3 separate regions of the Zea mays genome follow, and all the other regions are linked to region 1. The links are chromatin contacts, called in public Hi-C maps. All regions are on one chromosome and are shown on one strand. Each heading gives the region's core, a stretch centred on a gene start, on an enhancer-like site or on the middle of the called end of the contact. The rest is flanking DNA. Distances are from core to core; before and after follow the strand shown. Region 1 holds the start of LOC100382272. Region 2 holds the start of LOC103638861. Region 3 has its middle 80 kb from the start of LOC100502532.

Evidence for each region. A called contact is a pair of places that touch in the nucleus more often than the background predicts.
Region 2: a Hi-C map of ear shows a contact between it and region 1, with 4 times the contacts expected there. The contact joins the promoter of LOC103638861 here to the promoter of LOC100382272 in region 1. A contact is called at or near these places in 6 of 25 Hi-C or Micro-C datasets (ear, endosperm, leaf and 2 more).
Region 3: a contact with region 1 is called in a Hi-C map of ear, with 2.9 times the contacts expected there. The contact joins the enhancer-like site here to the promoter of LOC100382272 in region 1. A contact is called at or near these places in 6 of 25 Hi-C or Micro-C datasets (bundle sheath, ear, endosperm and 2 more).

Annotation. Positions count from the first base shown.
Region 1 is chr9:112,211,949-112,214,648 of Zm-B73-REFERENCE-NAM-5.0, reverse strand. It overlaps LOC100382272, which reads right to left and starts at 1,308. Exons shown (of 6, transcript NM_001175023.1): 1 at 1,142-1,308; 2 at 317-670. The coding sequence starts at 1,198.
Region 2 is chr9:112,082,946-112,085,681 of Zm-B73-REFERENCE-NAM-5.0, reverse strand. LOC103638861 reads left to right here and starts at 1,263. Exons shown (of 9, transcript NM_001112598.2): 1 at 1,263-1,512; 2 at 1,682-2,003; 3 at 2,529-2,611. The coding sequence starts at 1,398.
Region 3 is chr9:112,463,022-112,465,721 of Zm-B73-REFERENCE-NAM-5.0, reverse strand. No RefSeq gene overlaps it. Among protein-coding and RNA genes, the nearest start is that of LOC100502532, 80 kb to the left of the region's middle. Within about 2 kb of position 1,426, at least 17 of the 20 cell types and tissues checked have an H3K27ac peak or open chromatin away from gene starts, as enhancers often do. A contact at or near this core is called in bundle sheath, ear, leaf and 1 more, where this site is marked.

The sequences.
Region 1 (2,700 bases), core at 59-2,558:
CCGGCGTAAAGGCGTTCGTTGTGGTTGAGACGTCGCCTTGGCAGGCGGCACAAGCAAACCCGAGTGGTCATGCAGCCATAAAAAAAACACGACAAAAGCGCGGGCGTACGCTAATGCTACCCCCCACCAACTCTCTATCTCATCCCTTTCACTACCTCGCGCGCTCACTATGCTACTACAGTGTACAATTATAATAATACTACTCGTACTGCTACCACTGTGGACATGCACATGCACTTAATCACGAAACCGGCATTTCGTTGATTCGTGAAGCGTGGTTACGAGGTGTGGAGGATTGTGGGGGGCGCGAACAGACCTGGCCGAGCACGGCGTTGGGGATCTTGGCCATGAACGCGTCCTGGAGGTCCTTCCCCATGGGCGCGGCGCCGGACATGACCATGCGGATGGAGGCGAGGTCGGCGGCGCCCACGCGGGGGCTCTTGGCGATCTCCACCACGATGGGCGGCACGAAGGGCGCCACGGTCACGCCGTGCGCGCGCACCAGCTCCACCAGCGCGCCGATCTCGAACTTGCGCATGATCACGATGGCGCAGCCGGCGCGCAGCCCCGCCAGGAGCACCGAGTTCAGCGAGTAGATGTGGAACAGCGGCAGCACGCACAGCACCACGTCATCCTTGCTGAAGTACAGGTTCGGGTTCTCGCCGTCCACCTGAAAAAATCCATCCCGCAAGTCAAATCGAGTTGAACGCTAGCGCGCCATTAAAATCATAATACTAGTACGGAGTACTGTACATCGGCACGGATCTCGGGCCGGATCGTGAGATTGTCAAACAGCTGGCTCTGGGCCTCTGGCTGCCTGCCTGCCTGCCTAGAGTTACTGCTACTGACAGCCGCGGCCCACGGGAGGCTAGCCACGAGACAGGCTGTCGCATTAAACGGCTCATGACGGGGTGGTAAATGATCGTTCTATTTCGCGCCGACTGAAAAGCGCGTAGGAGAGGGGAAAAAATCCTCCCGAGCTGGAAAGCGTGGGCGCCGTCACGCCACTTCGAATCGAAGAGGCACAGGAAACTGAAATAAATAATAAAAAAATTTCCTCGCGCTAGAACTAACGGGACCGAAACGGAATGGGAGCAGGCCAGCGGCGGCAGGAGGGACGAGGATCTCCGCCCGCTCTCACCTGCTGCGCGACGCTGGTGACGAGGCTGCGATGCGTGAGCATGACGCCCTTGGGCATCCCGGTGGTGCCGGAGGAGTAGGGCAGCGCGACGACGTCGTCGGGGCCGACCTCCTCGTCGGCGGCGAGCGGCTCGGCGGCGTCCACCAGGGCCCGCAGCTCCAGGCACCCGTCGAAGGCGCCGTCGACGGCGACCACCGGCACGCCGCGCTCGGCGGCGAACCCGCGCACCTTGTCGACGGCGCAGGCCTCGGTGACGACCACCCTGGCCCCCGCCGCGGCCGCCTGGCGGTGGATCTCGTGCGGGGTGTAGAACGGGTTGGCCGTGGTGGTGGCGGCGCCCAGCCGCGCCGCGCCGAGGAAGACCAAGGCGAACTCGGGGCAGTTGCGGAGCAGCGCCATCACCACGTCGCCCCTGCCCACCCCGAGCCCGCGCAGCGCCGCCGCCGCGGAGCGCGACAGGCGGTCCACCTCGGCGTAGGTGTGCACGGCGCCCGTCTGCCCGTCGATGAGGCAGGGGCGGGAGGACACCTCGGGGAGCCGCTCGAAGCAGTAGGCCTGCAGCGAGAGGTTCCGCGGGATCTCGATGTCGGGTAGCTTGGAGCGGAACACTACCGACGCCGCTGCTGCCGCTGCCGCGGTGGAGTCCTCCGCGACGGAACCCATCGTCCTCGCTGCCGGTGAAGCGATCGGCTCCGCGTCGGCCGGAGGGCAAATGGTGGGCGGGATCTCGAGGCTCTGCTCGGCTCCGCTGCTCGCCTGAGCTGAGGAGTGGCGGAATTGGGGAGGAAGCCGGGTTATTATACCGCCGCGGCGTGGTGGAAGGGTTGGTGGGGGACAGATCACTGATGGGGCCGCAATGTCGGTGGGGGAGCCGGTAACGAGTTCGAGGGTGTCCACGGCGGGCATCCTTCCACGGACTCCGGGTCAGTCGAGAGAGTTGACTGTACTATTAGTAATCTGTAGCACGTCCTATTGACTTTGTTTTCACTTTTCACCGAACCAGCTTGCCAGGCCGGCTATTGCATTGGAGGCAGGGTGAGAGTGAGATCGGTGCGCGTTTCCTCTTCTGGGCTTGCTGTTAACCATGCTTTCGAACGTGATGTCGCCGGTTTTGTCAGCGTGTGCAACTGCGTCACAAGGCTACACCGCCCTGGTAACGTGAACGGAGGATGACACATGTGTCGTGTACTTACTGATCTATACAAAACTACACTTGTCCCCTTTAACGATTTTTAGTTCATGTTATATAAAAAATATTAATATTTAAGATACAAAATTAATAATATTAAGTTAGCTATAAATTATATTTATCACAATCCAATTGTAGTTGTAAACTAAACTTTTTTAGCAATGTTTCTCTAAGACTCACCGATCTCCCGTAGGACTTTAGTGTAAGCCCTTCCCGTCGTACGATTGAATCACCGAACTTTTCTACCATGACACTGAGTCATAACTCTGGGTTAACTCTTCTCCGACAATGGACAACTTTATCTCTTCAACGAAGGGCCTTCTATTCATCCTCTATAGGACAAGAACCCTAAATTTATTTCTCAACTCCC
Region 2 (2,736 bases), core at 14-2,513, 130 kb after region 1:
TTCTAGTTTAGCCCTAGTTTAGCCTTCCAATCCCCAAATTCTCCGCCTCTCCTCGACTCTACGTCGATTAGAGGAGTTTAGGTCGGCCTGCCCGAGCCTAGACAACTCCTAGGATCTCTCCTCCCCGACGGGGTCCCTCCCGGGAGCGAGATCCAGGCGCTGCCGGCGATCATCTGCCGCCCCTGCGCACGCGCGGACCGTCCGGCCCCAGGGCGCGGACCGTCCGGCCGTCAGGCAGGGAACCCGTGCTCCTGCACCAGGTCGCGGACCGTCCGGCCCCTGGCCGCGGACCGTCCGCGTCTGACCAGAGAGCACCGCCACCGGTTCTTGTTGAGTGTTTGGCGCTCCAAAAAGGCGTCAACACCAGGCAAATTAATGGGCTAGATAGGCTAAAATTCTTGGTATTTTATACACAGATATACATGTAAGGGTTTAATGAATACATATCCAAACCCGCTCTATCCGTTGGATCTTCTTTTTTTACCGTTATCAAACCCGCGGATGCAAAAATTGCAATCAAATCAGTCCTCTAATGGAGTAATTACCCACCGAGTAACGGGTAATAATGGGTCCGTTGCCATCTCTAGTAGTATATATGCTAGAGAACGATCAAACCAACACCATTTGGTTCACTGCATTCTAAAAAAACAAAGGTGTTACGAGCAGAAATAAGCTTCTCAGGAGCATTGAGAGTACTAGTAGTGCTACCGCAAGCCTGTGAATGAATGTATTAGTAACACTCCAAGCGAAAACAATGCAGCTGTTCAGCTGAGCTGATCATCTCGATCGAATACAGTAGTCCTGCTCCTGCTCCAGCACGCGAGGGTTTTGCGTAGATGGCAAACAAAAAGGCAGCTAGCTAGGGCTGCATGCGGGGGGGACAGCGGCCTCCATTTGGGTCAAGGAGACCGCCCAGACGACCCCATGGAACACCTCCACGTTGTCGCCCATTACTCTCCCCGTCTTTGGATTCCCGAAACGAGGCTGGCCTTAAACTATTCGCTCTTATCCCTAAATCACTCGCTTTAATTACTCCAACTCTTCTTGGCCCTTGTGCTCTCTATCTCTCTCCCTCCCGTCTCTCATCAAGTTTTGGCCGTATTCCAGCCAGCCTCTCGTCCCCCTTCTCAAAAGCAAGAGCTGCATTTTTTAAAACAGGGGACAGCGCTGAGGCTACAACAGTGCAACGCATTCAACTTCTCTACATGAGTCTATATATATACTATCGCTCATAGTATTCTCTCATTCTTCCCCTAAGCACGCACACAGCAGCACAGGTCTACATCAACATCGGTAGCTCACATTCCCTCCCACGGCTGCACTAGCGCCTTCAATTCTATCGTATAGCTTCATTCTTCACTGGTGAACAAGGCAGTAGCTATAGCAGATCGATCTCCATGGACATGGACATGAGCTCAGCTTATCCCCACCATTGGCTCTCCTTCTCCCTCTCCAACAACTACCACCATGGCCTACTCGAAGCCTTCTCTAACTCCTCCGGTACTCCTCTTGGTAAGACGTACTGCTACTCATGTCTTCTTCCCTGCATATATGTACAGTACTACTAATATAATTAAGAAGCTCGATCGAGTGCACTACTGGATGTTTTTATTTGCCACCACCGCACGTATGTACTCAGCGATCGTCTTCTCCATGCATGTGCGTTCTCATACACAAGTAGGAGACGAGCAGGGCGCAGTGGAGGAGTCCCCGAGGACGGTGGAGGACTTCCTCGGCGGCGTCGGTGGCGCCGGCGCCCCGCCGCAGCCGGCGGCGGCTGCAGATCAGGATCACCAGCTTGTGTGCGGCGAGCTGGGCAGCATCACAGCCAGGTTCTTGCGCCACTACCCGGCGGCGCCAGCTGGGACGACGGTGGAGAACCCCGGCGCGGTGACCGTGGCGGCCATGTCGTCGACGGACGTGGCCGGGGCGGAGTCCGACCAGGCGAGGCGGCCCGCCGAGACGTTCGGCCAGCGCACATCCATCTACCGTGGCGTCACCAGGTTAGTAGACCGGACGACGTCCTCCGACTCACACGCATGCATGCATCTCAGCCCAAATCTTGATGAACCGGCCATATACCTAGTTCTTATGCATGAGAGCGGCGCTACTTTTACTAGTTCTTATGTAAGTTGTTTTATGTTACTTTTGTATGAGTATGAATGGTCAAATTATGAATGTGCGATGATGAATCCGTGGCCTGTAATAAAATTACTGTATTTTGTCCTAATAAACTCTATATATGCACGCGTGGACTGAGTAATTTGCGTCTTGTTTGACTTTAGATTTATTTATTTTATATCACTATTGCTTGATCCCTCTTTAGCATACACCTGCGGCCCTGCCACATCGCTTATTTGGATTCAAATCTGTGTGGTGATAATCTGTTTCTTCTATTGTGTATATTGGGCAGGGGAATCGAAATTACATTGTAATAGAATTCATGTATTCTGAATTGTAAAAGGTTTACTAGATAACACTTGTCGCACATGTCTAAGGCCCGACCCTGATATTGGGTAATGCTTCAGGCACCGGTGGACGGGGAGATATGAGGCGCACCTGTGGGACAACAGCTGCCGCCGGGAGGGCCAAAGCCGCAAAGGACGGCAAGGTATATATGTCACACTGATCCAAGAAACCTGCAAATTAAAAGGCATATATATATATATGCATGCATACTTCGATCACTAACAATATTTCTCCTTTATTTCTTCAACTTTGGCTTGGTGCTGCACT
Region 3 (2,700 bases), core at 177-2,676, 250 kb before region 1:
TAGTTAGTTGCTTGTAAATTGCTAAGGTCTTTATATATATCATATCATATAGATAGATCTAGTTTAAATAAGATATTTATTAAAATATGGTTATATTTTTTGTATTTTAAAATTATTAGTATGTACTTTTACATTCATATAACATAAATAGACATGAGTTGTAATGGTAGAAACCGAGCACTTAAAACTAGTGGGTAGCATTCGAATCCCTACACCCTATTTTTAAAATATTTATTTCTCGTCGTAGAGAAAATTTATTCGCTCATTGTATTAAGTAAAGATAAAGATTTGATTCTCTCTGGGGTGGGAGAAGTAACCAAATGAAAGCCAGATAAAAAGTCTCGCCTCACGGCATGGCTCACAAGCACCAATATTAATATAACAATAACAATTGCAATAGAACGGGGGTAGTTATACCAGAAAGGTGGGTGAGAATGGAGACAGGATCATGAGGAATGAATGATAGTACTAGTGTTGACCAGATCTGGATCACCCCATCAGGCGATCACGTACCAAGTCACTAGCTATCACAGGAGTGCTCCAGCTTGATGCGCGATTAATCGCATAGAATAATCTGTGACTCGGAGAAATGGCGATGAGCGCAGGCAAGCAATGTGGCCATGCCCGCGACAGGTGGCCTCCCTGTCTGTCGTGCCAAGTGACCAGGCATATGGCTCCAAGCTCCACGAGATTCGGACAGACATAAAAGAGGCCCAATAATTGAGGGGAGCTCACGATCCCTGGCTTCCAAGTCACATGCATACATCGACAGAGACAGATACAAAGGCCGGCCGAGTGATTGATCAAATAGACGGCTCCTGCCTGCACCCAAGAGCCGTTCTAAGTTTGTTTCACAGTCTTGCCCTTGCGTTGGCGATAAGTGATGGCTAGGATCCGCTGTCTGCGCGACCTACATATAAGGGGGTGAGGGTCTAGGCCTCGCTTATTTCTTTATTGTAAGTATTAGTGTCTAGATTTTTTACCATTAAATCTTCTGCTGAACCTAACTAAAATGTCCTCGCTCTAATATTTTGGTGTCTATCCTTAGAAGTGTGCCTTCATTTTTGTTTTGTTCTGGGTCTGTCCCTGTTTGCGCCCATCTTGGCATGCATGGCGTGTATACCTGTCCGTGTCAGGCTTTGTTCGATTATTTCTTTTTCACATTGATTGAAGGATTGAAGCGGACTAAGATGTATTGAAGCAGATTTTAACTTGCTATAAATTTAAACTGACTTAATTATATCCAATCCATATGAATTAACATCTAACCGACCCAGTCCTGAGGTGGATTATTGTTAAGAAAAGAAAGAAAGCAAAAGAGCCGGCAGATGCTTTTGGCAACACAGCAGCCGATGGTTGAGCCCAGGAGGCCCGGAGAAGTTGAGAATTGAGATTGAGAGCAGAGAGAGAAGCCCATCGTCTTGTGACTGCCGCGCTCGCATGCTGCCTTGAGTCGACATGCAGCCCAGGCACAGCAGCAGGCCCTCTATACTGCAGTAGCCTGCATGCCCTCCGAATTTTTTGCATTTTGGTCCTTTATCGGAAAAAAATTCACGTTTGGACCCTAGAAAATTTTAATGTCATTTTTGGACCCTTTACTCGGCGCCGTAGCCTGTGGCGCCGAGGTAACACAGCTCGGCGCCATAGGCTATGGCGCCGAGGTACGTGTTGCGTTGGCACAAACGGATGTCGTGGCGCCGACGTGGTGCCGAGCTCGGCGCCATAGATTATGGCGCCGAGCTCTATTCTATACAGAAAACTTATCTAGCTTAGTTGGTAAAATACAAGACCCTTAACCTTATGGTTGCGGGTTCAAGCCCCATGGTGGGTGGTTTTTTTTAATACTTTTTGTCTTTGTCACTTTTTTGTTTTTTTTGTTGTCCATATTTTTTGTTTATGTCGCTGATTTGTTTGTCCTGATTTATTTCTCATCCAGTTTTATTTTTGTGACTGATTTGTTTATTCGTCCAAATTTTTTTATCCGGCGAGCACAGCAGCTGTGTGCCACAGTGCTCACAAGCCGTCAACTTCTCCCCTTGTTTGCTCAGCTAACCACAATAAAAATCAAATGAGAACACTCTTACTTCAATCGTGATCAAATAAAAATATTATATTTTCATTGAGTTCTTTTGAACATAAATTTTAAATACATAATAACATATTCCCAGTAAAAAGAAGCACACATAATCATCTTTTTTTCTTCTGCACTAAATAAAAGTATACTCCATTATATACTTGTCTCATGGATGATATATTTTAGAATTTACTGCATATACAGCTGTTGTGCTCGCAGGATAAAAAAAATCTGGACGAATAAACAAATCAGTCACAAAAATAAAACTGGATGAGAAATAAATCACGACGGATAAATCAGCGACATAAACGAAAAATATGGACAACAAAAAAATGTGACAAAGACAAAAAGTATTAAAAAAACACCCACCGTGGGGCTCGAACCCACAACCACAAGGTTTAGAGCCTTGTATTTTACCAACTGAGCTAGACAAGTTTTCTGTACAGAATAGAGCTCGGCGCCATGATCTATGGCGCCGAGCTCGGTACCACGTCGGCGCCACGACATCCGTTTGTGCCAACTCAACACGTACCTCGGCGCCATAGCCTATGGCGCCGAGCTGTGTTACCTCGGCGCCACAGGCTACGACGCCGAGTAAAGGGTCCAAAAATGACATTAAAATTTTC